Linked DNA regions of Sus scrofa: region 2 is linked to region 1. A link is a contact called in public Hi-C data. All regions are on one chromosome and are shown on one strand. The core of a region is the stretch at or near the end of the contact, and the rest is flanking DNA. Distances in the headings are between cores, read along the strand shown. Region 1 has its middle 150 kb from the start of ANAPC1. Region 2 has its middle 230 kb from the start of ANAPC1.

Region 1 (5,433 bases), core at 955-3,454:
CACATCCAATCGTGTCTTTGACAAGTTCCCATTGCTCTGAGGTCAGTGTGACACCTATAATGGGGATGGTCATCCCTGCCCCCTTCCCCTTCTCTCTTTCTGTTCCAGCCACCCTGGCCCGCCACGCGATGGCCGATAAGCGGCATCCCTCAGACTTAGGGCTTTGCCTTCTCCCTGGCCCCTCTGCCAAGAACCTCCCGTCCTCCTGCCCAAGCGCCCCTGCTGATCAGTGCACTCTGATTGTTGCTTCCTGCTCATGTTTATGTCTGCATCCCTCCCCCTCCCCCTCTTTACTGCAAGTGCCACCAGGGCTGGCTGGGACTTCACACTGGTGAATCCACAGGGCTGCTAGCAAGCAGACACTCAATGAATATTTGGTGAATGAATAGATGATACACTGAGGGAGGAACTGCGGGGACTTCTGTTTGAGCTTCAGTGTAGACTCCAAATACCTGTGCTCTTCTGTGGTGCTTCCTCTGTGGGTTTCTGGCATCCCCAGGTGCTGTCATCCTTGGATGGGTTTACTCCACTCCATTCAAGCCACCATCTCAAGCCTTTGTCCTCCTCCCAGTACCTCCTTTCCCCCATCAGGCACCAGCTGGAAACACTTTTTTTTTTTTTTTTTTTAGGTACGCACCTGTGGCATATGGAAGTTCCCAGGCAAGGGGCTGAATCAGAGTTGCAGCTGCCAGCCTGCACCACAGCCACAGCAACATCAGATCCGTGTAGCGTCTATGACCTATGCTTCAGCTTGCAGCAATGCCGGATACTTAACCCATCAGGCAAGGCCAGGGATCAAAACTACATCCTTTTGGACACTATGTTGGGTTCTTAACATGCTGAGCTCCCAGATTTGTTTTAAAGTCAAAGAGAAAGGAAATTATCAGGATGGGGACCATTCACAAGAACTTTTTATTAGTCCCAGCTTCCAACTTCCTTTGAATCCCAGCTTCTTTCTTTCAGGTGGCTCAGTCCCAAGGGTGTATATGACAAGGGTGTCAGCACATGGAATTTCTGTCCCGATTCTGCTTCAGACTTTGGGGGAAACAGCCCAAACCCTCTGTTTCAGGGTTAGCAACAGAGATATGACAGGAAAACAGCTACCAGAGAGCTTAGAAAGACAAAAGTGCTAAATAGAGATATGTGGGTATTATTATTTTTTCATTTTTTTAATGGGGGTGTTATTTTTAATCTTTGCAGCAGGCAGGCTGTGGCCTCCAAGAAAAATCTGAGGATAAGGAGACCTAAAACAAGTAATTGATTCTCTCTCAAAATCTGGATTTCACTCCCAGCTGCCCTTGCAGGCTGACCATACATTAAGCTCCCTGCTCTTGTCAAATCAATCATGTGATGAGGAGGCAATGCTACCCAGCCTCACAGTAGACAGGAGGCTGCTCTCCTTTGGAGTAAGACATGCTTTTAAATATGGTGAGACGGGAGTTTTCTGGTGGTGGTGCAGTGGATCAAGGATCTGGCATTGCCTTTGCAGTGGCTCAGGTTGCTGCTGTGGTGTGGGTTTGATTCCTGGCCTGGGAACCTCCACCCTCCACATGCCATGGGGGCAGCAAAAAAAAAAAAAAAAAAAAACCCCAAAAACAAAACCCAAATGCTGAAATGCCATGAGCAGCAGTGAGATCAGACTGTGTTTTCTCTTCTTTCTCTTTAGGACAGACCACCATAATATGCCAAGCCCTGTCCACCCTTTGGGCGTTTTCTATGTGATCCCATGAGTGGCCAGTAGGTGGCACAAGACACACACCATGGCTGCCGGCTTTGCCCCACTCAGCCTTTCTCAGAAGGGAAAGATCTATTTCTAATCCAGCCCAGGCTTTATGGCAATGCTTAATCACATGGAAGGGAACATGCAATAACTACTGGTATTTCTGTAAACATGCATGCTTAGAGCAGCTGCCAGTTGGGGCTGAGGACAGAGGGAACATGCAGTGAGAGGTCTCCTGAGGACAGTCTATAAAAGGAAAACCCTGTGGGTTTTTAATTTAAGAGCCTCTCAGCTAACCTTTGTGACTCATCGAAAGAAACATTTAGAACCCGGAAGGACAGTGATCATACATTTTTTGGATTGTAACCTGGTTCTCCTTCCATCCTACCCCCTCCCCCTTCCCCCAAATGGTAGATTTCAGAAGGTCCCGGCTACAGGGCCGAGCCAGCACCTTCTGAACCAATGGTGGCTTATTTTCCTATTCTTTTGTCCTGGCAAGTTGCCTGTTTCTTGGGTTTGTTCTTTCCCTGGAGGAAAGTTGATCTGATCTCACTCTGCCATTAATAAAATTGGCACCAGATGGATGTGGAGCTGAAGAGCAGACACATCACAGCAAAACAAAGTGTGATCTAGTCAGAGATGGGGCAGTAAGGATTGGGTGCTTTTAACATCTGTGGCAAGTTAAAAAATTGTGGCAAAATATACAACATAAAATTTACATCTTAGCCATTTTAGGTGTATATTCAGTGGTATTTAATACATTCATATGGTGTGGCCATCACCACCATCCATCTCCATAAGTTTTCCTCTTGTAAGATGGAAACACTATGTCCATTAAACACTAACTTCCGTTTCTGTGAGCTGTGGTGTAGGTCGCAGACGTGGCTTGGATCCTGTGTTGCTATGGCTGTGGTATAGGTTGGCAGCTACAGCTCCGATTCGACCCCTAGCCTGGGAATCTTCATATGTCATGGGTGCAGCCCTAAAAAGACAAAACCAAACCCAAAAAACCCGCTAACTCCTCATTGCCCTTTCCCTGCAAATCATCACACCACTTTCTATCCCTATGAATTTGATTACTCTAAATACCTCATATAAGTGGAATCACATAGTAGTTTTCCTTTGTGTATCTGGCTTGTTTCACTGAGCATAACATCCTCAAGGTTCACCCATGTTGTAGCAGGTGTCAGAATTTCCTTCCCTTTAAGGGTAAATGATATTCCATTGTATGTATAGCCAACATTTTGTTTATCCATTCCTCTGTTGTTGGATACTTGGATTGCTTCCACCTTTTGGTATTGTGAGTAATGCTGCTATGAACAAGGGTGGACAAATATGTCTTTGAGACCCCCTTTCAGTTCTTTTGGGTATGTACTCACAAGTGGGATGGCTGAATTATGCAACAGTTCTATTTTTATTTTTTATTTTTTTGCCACGCCCATAGTATGCAGAAGTTCCCAGGCCACAGACTGAACCTGAGCCACTGCAGTAACAATGCTGAATCCTTAACTGCTAGGCCACCAGGGCCTCTCTGTCACCCCCTGCCTGGTCAGGGATAAGTCCCTTCACAGTAAGTGCCACCCTCTGGTTAAACTGGGGTTTGGACTTCATAAGAGCTCGACTGGGGTTTGGACTTCAGAAGGGCTCGGATTTCCAAGTGAAGGCTCTGCCCAGATTTCTGCTGTTTCTGCAAGTCAGCCAACGGCCACGCTGCCCAGAGGCAGGTACGACTCATTCAAGTGCAGGAGAATTCCAGTTTTATTATTAAAAACCAAAATCCCATCATTCATTGAGCATTGAAAGGTTTAAGACATTTGCTGGCTGATATATAATGGGTTGTTCATCGATAATGGCTTTTTATCAAATGGAAGCTTATAACTTTTGGAAGGTTGTTCCAGTAATCACCTTGATTAATAGTGTACAGTTTGCTTTTTGAGGACTTCCTCTCCTTCTTTATTTACCACACAGCCATGTGGCAGCAGCATGTCCAGTTTTCCAGATGGGGAGATGGAGGCTGAGGCTAAGGGCAGAGGAAGGCAGTAATGGGGTGGCTGGAGCTGACTGCCAGGGGTATCGAGGACCTCCAGAAGTTCTCAAGATTAGGCTCATTTTGGTCATGGCTTCCCCTAGCACACACATCCCTAACCCTGGTTGATTGGCCTCTGTCTTTGGCTGTACTTCTGTTGATTTGAAATAAACAGACTGCCAGATGTGTCCCAGCAAAAATGGGTTTACTAGGAATCAGCAGAAAATTGCAATTTGGGATCTGTCTGCAACTATAGTGAGCCACATATAAGTCCTCCCACAGCAAAGGAAGGAGGATGCTTTTATAGAGGAGAAAAGAAAGTGGGGAGGACTGTGGTAAACAAGCAGTCCAGGGCTTTTCATTGGCTGAGTCTTTTCCAGGAAAGAAGAGGAGTCTTTGTTCTTCCTTTTGGACTAGGCTTTGGTCACAGGGTGTGAGAGCTCCCCCTTCTGGTCTCCAACTTTCTCTCTTTCACTCTCTCTCTCTCTTTTTTTTTGGCAAAAAAAAATTTTTTTTAATATATTTTATGATAAATTTACAATGAAAACATTAAAAAAAAGAATTCTAACTTTAATCATTAGAAAGTATTGAAAACCTTGCAAAGTTCCTGTTTAATTAGTCAACTTCCCTACAAATATTCTTCAGAATCAGCTGCCCTATAAAATCTGAGAAGTATTAGTGAAATGACACAATGGCTTAGAAAGATTCGAGAAACAGTCTGATGTAACGGTGGTCTTCCTTGAGGGAGGCATGATTACCTGAAGTTGAAAACATTTTTTGACTATAATCGCAAAGATACATAGTGAAAAGCTGCAGTAATGCCTAGAATTATTTAAGTATTATGGCTGACACAAAGAATATTGAAGTGTGGTTAGACTGAGTTTTTAATGTGTATTCTTTCTATGAGTATTTTTGTAATGAAAAATTCTTTTTTTTTTTTTTTTTTTTTTTTTTGTCTTTTTAAGGTCACACCCATATGGAAGTTCCTAGGCTAGGGGTCCAATTGGAGCTATAGCCGCTGGCCTATACCACAGCCACAGCAATGCCAGATCCAAGCAGCATCAGTGACCTACACCATAGCTCACGGCAACACTGGATCCTCAACCCAGTGAGTGAGACCAGGGATTGAACCTGCATCCTCATGGTTCCTAGTTGGATTGTTTCCGTTGCGCCACGATGGGAACTCCCAATGAAAAATTCTTCTTTGGAGTTTCTGCTGTGGCGCAATGGGCTAATGATCTGACTTGTCTCTGTGGCATTGCCGGTTTGATCCCTAGCCCGGTGTGGTGGGTGAAGGATCCAGCATTGCCGCAGCTGTGGCATAGGTCGCAGCGCTAGCTAAGATTCAGTCCCTGGCTCGGGAACTTCCATGTGCCTCAGGAGCAGCCCAAAAAGAAAAAAAGAAATTCTTCTTTTATTTGTATTATCCATTTTTTCTTAGAATAGATATTAAATAGAATTTTTCTAATTAATTCAGGTTTCTGTTTATTTATTTTTTATAATTCTTAGTTACCACTTGTTTGAGCAGCTCACTTTTCAGGAGAGAAGCTCACTTTTCTCAGCTTTGGGGCAGGGGATTTAAAATACAACCAGTTGTGTCTGTGGGTGTGGAACCCGGGAGGGCTATGAATGCAGGCCCACTTGACTGTTCATGTCTTCCCTGTAGTTTAAATTTCTCCTCTTGTCA
Region 2 (5,433 bases), core at 1,091-3,590, 88 kb after region 1:
ATTAGATATCTATATATAGAACTACCATATTCAAGGAGTCCCACTCTTGGGCATATATCCGGACAAAACTCTACTTAAAAGAGACACATGCACCCGCATGTTCATTGCAGCTCTATTCACAATAGCCAAGACATGGAAACAACCCAAATGTAATGTCCATCAACAGACAATTGGATTAGGAAGAAGTGGTATATATATATATATATATATATATATATATATATATATATATATATATATATACACAATGGAATACTATTCAGCCATAAAAAAGAACAAAATAATGCCATTTGCAGCAACATGGATGGAACTAGAGACTCTCATCCTGAGTGAAATAAGTCAGAAAGAGAAAGACAAATACCATATGATATCACTTATAACTGGAATCTAATATCTAGCACAAATGAACCTTTCCACAGAAAAGAAAATCATGGACTTGGAGAATAGACTTGTGGCTGCCCAGGGGGAGAGGGAGGGAGTGGGAGGGATCCAGAGCTTAGGGTTAATGGATACAAACTATTGCTCTTGGAATGGATTTATAATGAGATCCTGCTCTGCGGTACTGAGAACTATGTCTAGATACTTACATCACAACATGACAATGGGAGGAAAAATTATGTATACATGTATGTGTAACTTGGCCCCCATGCTGTATAGTGGAAAAAAATAAAAATAAAATAAAATAAAAAATAAATTTTTTTGATCTTCATTTTTCTGTAGTTTTACCATAGGATACCATAGAAGATGCTGTCAATGCTTTCCCTCGAATCCTTTCCCAGTAGGTGTTTAGATTGAGGTCAAATCAGGGACACACCAAATGATAAAAGTGACAACAAACACTTCTGATGTTTAATAAATTTGAAATAGTAGTAGTGAAGTTTATTTTCATATGAATCCTAGATTCTTTTGTTCTAGCGAGATGATGAGGTAAGGCCAATTCTTGGCATGGAATCAGTGTTCTGTAAATATTTCAATGAAACATTTTAGTAAATCTTTCAATGAATGGATGGGTAGGCGGATGGATGAGACCAAATGAATGATCAAGGCAAACTGAAGATAAGTGGGCTTCAGCTTTTGATCTGACAGTCATCTAGTGTTCTTGAACAGGTCCCTGAAACTCACTTGGGGCCTCTTTCTTCAGGTCACGTTCTTCACTTGTAACTGGAGGGGACTGCTATAGAATATCTTAGGGTCCTCTTCTGACTCTGCTGGTCTACAAGATGCCTGGAAACAAAGGGTCTGTGCACAGAGCTCTGAAGTGAACCATTTTGGTAACTTCTTGGCTCATCTCAGGGATTCCAGACAGGACAGACTTGCCTGTTTCTCCACCATTTCCTCACATCCAAGAGTAAGGCCATGACTGGTTGCCCTGCTCCACCCCAGATCAGACGTTTCCTGTGCTCCACAGCAACAAGTTAGCATCTTTGCCCTGCTGCATATCTGCATAGTTGTGTGGCTTCCTGTGTGCTGCCTTCTTCACCTCTACTTGACCCCCAAGTGCCTGATAGAACATCTGGCACATGTTGGGAACTCAGTGTATCATGAATAAAGGAACGTTGTTCCTGTATTGTTCCCAGGACAGAGGGAGCTCCATGGCACAATTGTCTCATCAAGTGGAAACTTCTTTTTCTCAAGATGTAGTTTATACGCAGTGGTGGGAAAGAGATTGTTTTTATTTATTTATTTATTTATTTAGTCTTTTTGCTGTTTCTTTGGGCCGCTCCCACGGCATATGGAGGTTCCCAGGCTAGGGGTCGAGTCGGAGATCTAGCCACTGGCCTACGCCAGAGCCACAGCAACGCGGGATCTGAGCCGCGTCTGCAACCTACACCACAGCTCACGGCAACCGAACCCGCAACCTCATGGTTCCTAGTCAGATTCGTTAACCACTGCGCCACGACGGGAACTCCAAGAGATTGTTTTTAAAAGGAAGGGGAGCAGATTGCTTAAAAGCTCTTCCTTGCATGTTGGTTACTAACTTATGGGGAAAAGAAAGGAACTTGGCTCAGCTTCCCTTTTCTGACTCCACCCCTCCCCATGTCCCTGTGCTTTGCATTTCTGGTCTGGATATCAGGTCTCTCAGACTTAGAAGGTAAAAAGGTTTCCGGGCAAAAGGAAGGTCTGTTTGTTTGGAGAGTGCTGTGTACAGCTGTGATTTGGGGCTTGCCTGGGCTCTTGAAAACTCACCTAGCAAAGCTCACTTTCAGCCTCCTATTCACAGCCCTCAGCAGCTATACTTCTTCTTTTGGCTTCTTGTATTTTCCTTGTTTCAGTCCACTGAGGGCCTGTGAGACTCTGACTGCCCCATCTGTTCAGCCTACTGTGAGATAAACCCATAGCTGTCTGTTGCTAACTTGCAAGTAGGAAGTCCTTTCCATGGCAGCCTTTTCCTGCTCTGTGGGTACCTTCTTGAACCTTGTTTCATTTGGGCGAAAGATGTTGTTGTTTTCAACCTTGTCTCCTTGTGACCTTTGGTGGACTCCTCAGAAAGTCAATGGTGAATATTCCTCATCTGCAACAATTGCAGCAGTGGATATGTATGAAAATGTCCCTGGCTTCAAATCTGGACTTCCTGGTCCACTAATTGAGGTGCCTTGGGACAGAAACCTGCCATAGGCTCTGTTTTTCCTTCTGTATGCTGGGGACTTGTGTCATTGCTGTGAATAATAAATGATATGGCACATGCAATGGGCAGAACAGAGTAGCCAACTTAATTCATGTTAAGGGTTGGTATCGTTACTGAGACATGATAAATACTTCATATCCTTTTCTTCCTTTCCTTTTGGCCTGGAAATGTTTGATTAACAAGTCAGACTGTGATTTCTCTCTTTACTTCAGCAATCACAGGAAGAATCTAAGTGTGAAAGTCATCTCTTCTGACGCCCCCAGGGTTCCCAGGTGATGAAGTTGCCAGCATGGGCCTCATGGAAAAACCATTACAGGCATGCCCCACTTTTAGAAAGTTCAATTTATGCCATTTCACCTTTACAAAAGGCCTACAGTAGTACCTGTTTTTGCTAATAGAAAGAAATCCCAAGAGGATTTTTGCAAAAAGACAAAAAATGAAAATCACGATCAGTGTGTGTTTCGCAGTGAGCTGTTACCAGGCAGCACACGCCCAGCAGCTAGAGTAGCACCACCAAGCGCCTTGGCCTGGAACTACACTCAGCATCTCAGTGCCAAGCCGCCATAGCTTTGAACTGGGTCTGTGAGACTCTGCACTTGATTTCCATTTTAAATGCCTCTATTAGCAAGATGGGTCCTGAGGTAGCTGATTCTTTGCTTTACGCTGTTTCTGCTTAAGAAAACGTAGGAACGCTCTGCTTTTGGATAGTGGCCAGGGGTGGTGGGGGAGGGGAAGAACTCTTTGAGGAACGCTTTCCTAATTTATTATTTGCTGAATGGAAAGATTCTTCAGTCCTGGGATTGCTTTCATTTCACAAAATCACAGGTTTCCTTCTTTTAAATCCAAAGAGGTATTTCCTGTGGCAACTGCAGCAAAGTCCTGAGGGAAGGCAGTGATCTATCTGGTGGGTCTTCCTACAACACCAAGGCCCCTCCATGGGTCACGGTTGCTGTGTCATGACTGCTCTCTGTAAAAGGAGGAAATACCATCAATTATGAAAAACGAGAAGTCACTGAGGGATTAACATTGGGTGAAACCCCTTTTGTCACTCAGTAGATGGCAGTCTGCAAAACCATGGTTTATTATGATGACTGTTATTTCATTTTAGAATTCTGAGAATTAGCGACAAATGTCAGAGGTTGTGCCTCCTTGCTGTCAATTCACCATTTTTGTGATGTTTGTTATCTTGATCTTCCTTAGACAGTAAAAGAAACCACGCCACCCATCAGAGATTCTTTTTTACCCTCTCCTTTAACCAAAGTCTTCTAGATTTCTCTCTGATTTGCTGGACTTCAAAAAAGTTATTCTTCAGAGGATGAGTTTTGTTAAAGCCAGGGGATTCGATTTCCCATGGCAGGGAGTGGCCGGGGAGTGTGGGCTTTGGTTCTAGCCCTTTCTGAAGTGGCATAGCAACCTTCTACGTGATGCTTTTCCCTACTGAAGCAGCTGTTGAACTTGGAGACCCTTTCCCCCGGTTTATGTCAAGTGAACCTAGAAAACAGAAAAATTCTAAGTGATCTCATAACCAAACCACATAAACAGAGAGTCTATAAAAATGACCTCAGGATTAGTCAGCAGAACAGTGGAGTAGCAAAAGATGGCCAGATGTTACTACTCTGGATGTGCATGAGTGTGTGTGTCCTTTAGAGGACCAACAGTTGTTTTGTGGTCCTGTGCTGGCCCTGGGACCTGGGAAGGCGCAACTGCATAGGAGCTGAATGACAATCTCCAATTCTGATCAGTTTGGAATCCAGTTCCTTCTCCCTACTTAGTGGCTGTGTGATCTTGGGAAAGTCATGTGTCTTTCTGACATGGTCTCCCATTCTATAAAATAGAGATGATGACAGTAGCTCTTACCCAACAGGGCAATAGTGAAGATTAAACATGATCCCACATAAAACACAGTCAGCTTAGATCTGTACCATGCATGATGACTATCTGTATTAGTTTCTATTGTTGCCATAACAAACCTCCACAGCCTCCATGGCTTAAAACAACACAAATTTGGAGTTCCTTGGTGGCTCAGCAGGTTAAGGATCCAGCGTTGTCTCTGTTCTGCTTACGGCGGTGGTGTGGGTTCGATTCCTGGACTGGGAACAGGTGTGGCCAAGAAACCAACCAAACAAAACACACAAAAAAACCCCACACAAATTTATTATCGTAGAGCTGGAAATCAAAAGTCTGATGTGGGTCTCACCATGCGAAAATCAAAGTGTAACAATTATTATCATGTTCCTTTCTGGAGGCTGGAGGGAAGAATCAGTTTCCTTGCTCATTTGGGCTGTTGGCCAGACCCAGTTCTTTGTGGTTGTAGGACTGGGCTCCCCACTTTCTTGCTGGCTGTAAATGGAGGGCCTTTTCAAGCCTCCAGAGGACCTTGCATTCCATAACTTGTGTGTGACACCTTCCTCCGTCTTCAAAGCCAGCAATGGGGCATCCAGTCCTTCACACCACATCTCCGACCAATTCTTCTGCCTCCCTCTTTTGCTTTTACTAGCTCACATGATGATGTTGGGTCCCCCTGGGTCATTCAGGATAATCCCCTAGCATCTGATTAGCACCCTTAAATGCTTCTCCTGAATTCCATTTTGCCATATTCGAGGCTCTGGGAAGCAGGAGGTAGACATCATTGGGGGACCATTATTCTCCTACCACACCATCAGAGTCATCTTCCCCATCTAAGGGTTTAAAGAAAGTAGATGCCCCTAGGGCTCGGCATGCAGAGATGCACAGAATAGATAATGTTGGGGTGTGCGTTGGGGGTGGGAAGCACAGGGATGGGAATCGGGGATGATGGTCTGAGGCAA

What was found. Hi-C and Micro-C count contacts between places; a contact is called where the count stands out from the background.
Region 2: a contact with region 1 is called in a Hi-C map of retroperitoneal adipose tissue, with 1.8 times the contacts expected there. The contact joins two enhancer-like sites. A contact is called at or near these places in 10 of 47 Hi-C or Micro-C datasets (adipocytes, alveolar macrophages, blood and 6 more) and 1 of 2 datasets of contacts at active chromatin or transcription factors (skeletal muscle).

What each region holds. Positions count from the first base shown.
Region 1 is chr3:44,627,052-44,632,484 of Sscrofa11.1, forward strand. No RefSeq gene overlaps it. Among named protein-coding and RNA genes, the nearest start is that of ANAPC1, 150 kb to the left of the region's middle. Within about 2 kb of position 2,205, at least 30 of the 83 cell types and tissues checked have an H3K27ac peak or open chromatin away from gene starts, as enhancers often do. A contact at or near this core is called in alveolar macrophages and retroperitoneal adipose tissue, where this site is marked.
Region 2 is chr3:44,715,226-44,720,658 of Sscrofa11.1, forward strand. No RefSeq gene overlaps it. Among named protein-coding and RNA genes, the nearest start is that of ANAPC1, 230 kb to the left of the region's middle. Within about 2 kb of position 2,341, at least 13 of the 83 cell types and tissues checked have an H3K27ac peak or open chromatin away from gene starts, as enhancers often do. A contact at or near this core is called in alveolar macrophages and retroperitoneal adipose tissue, where this site is marked.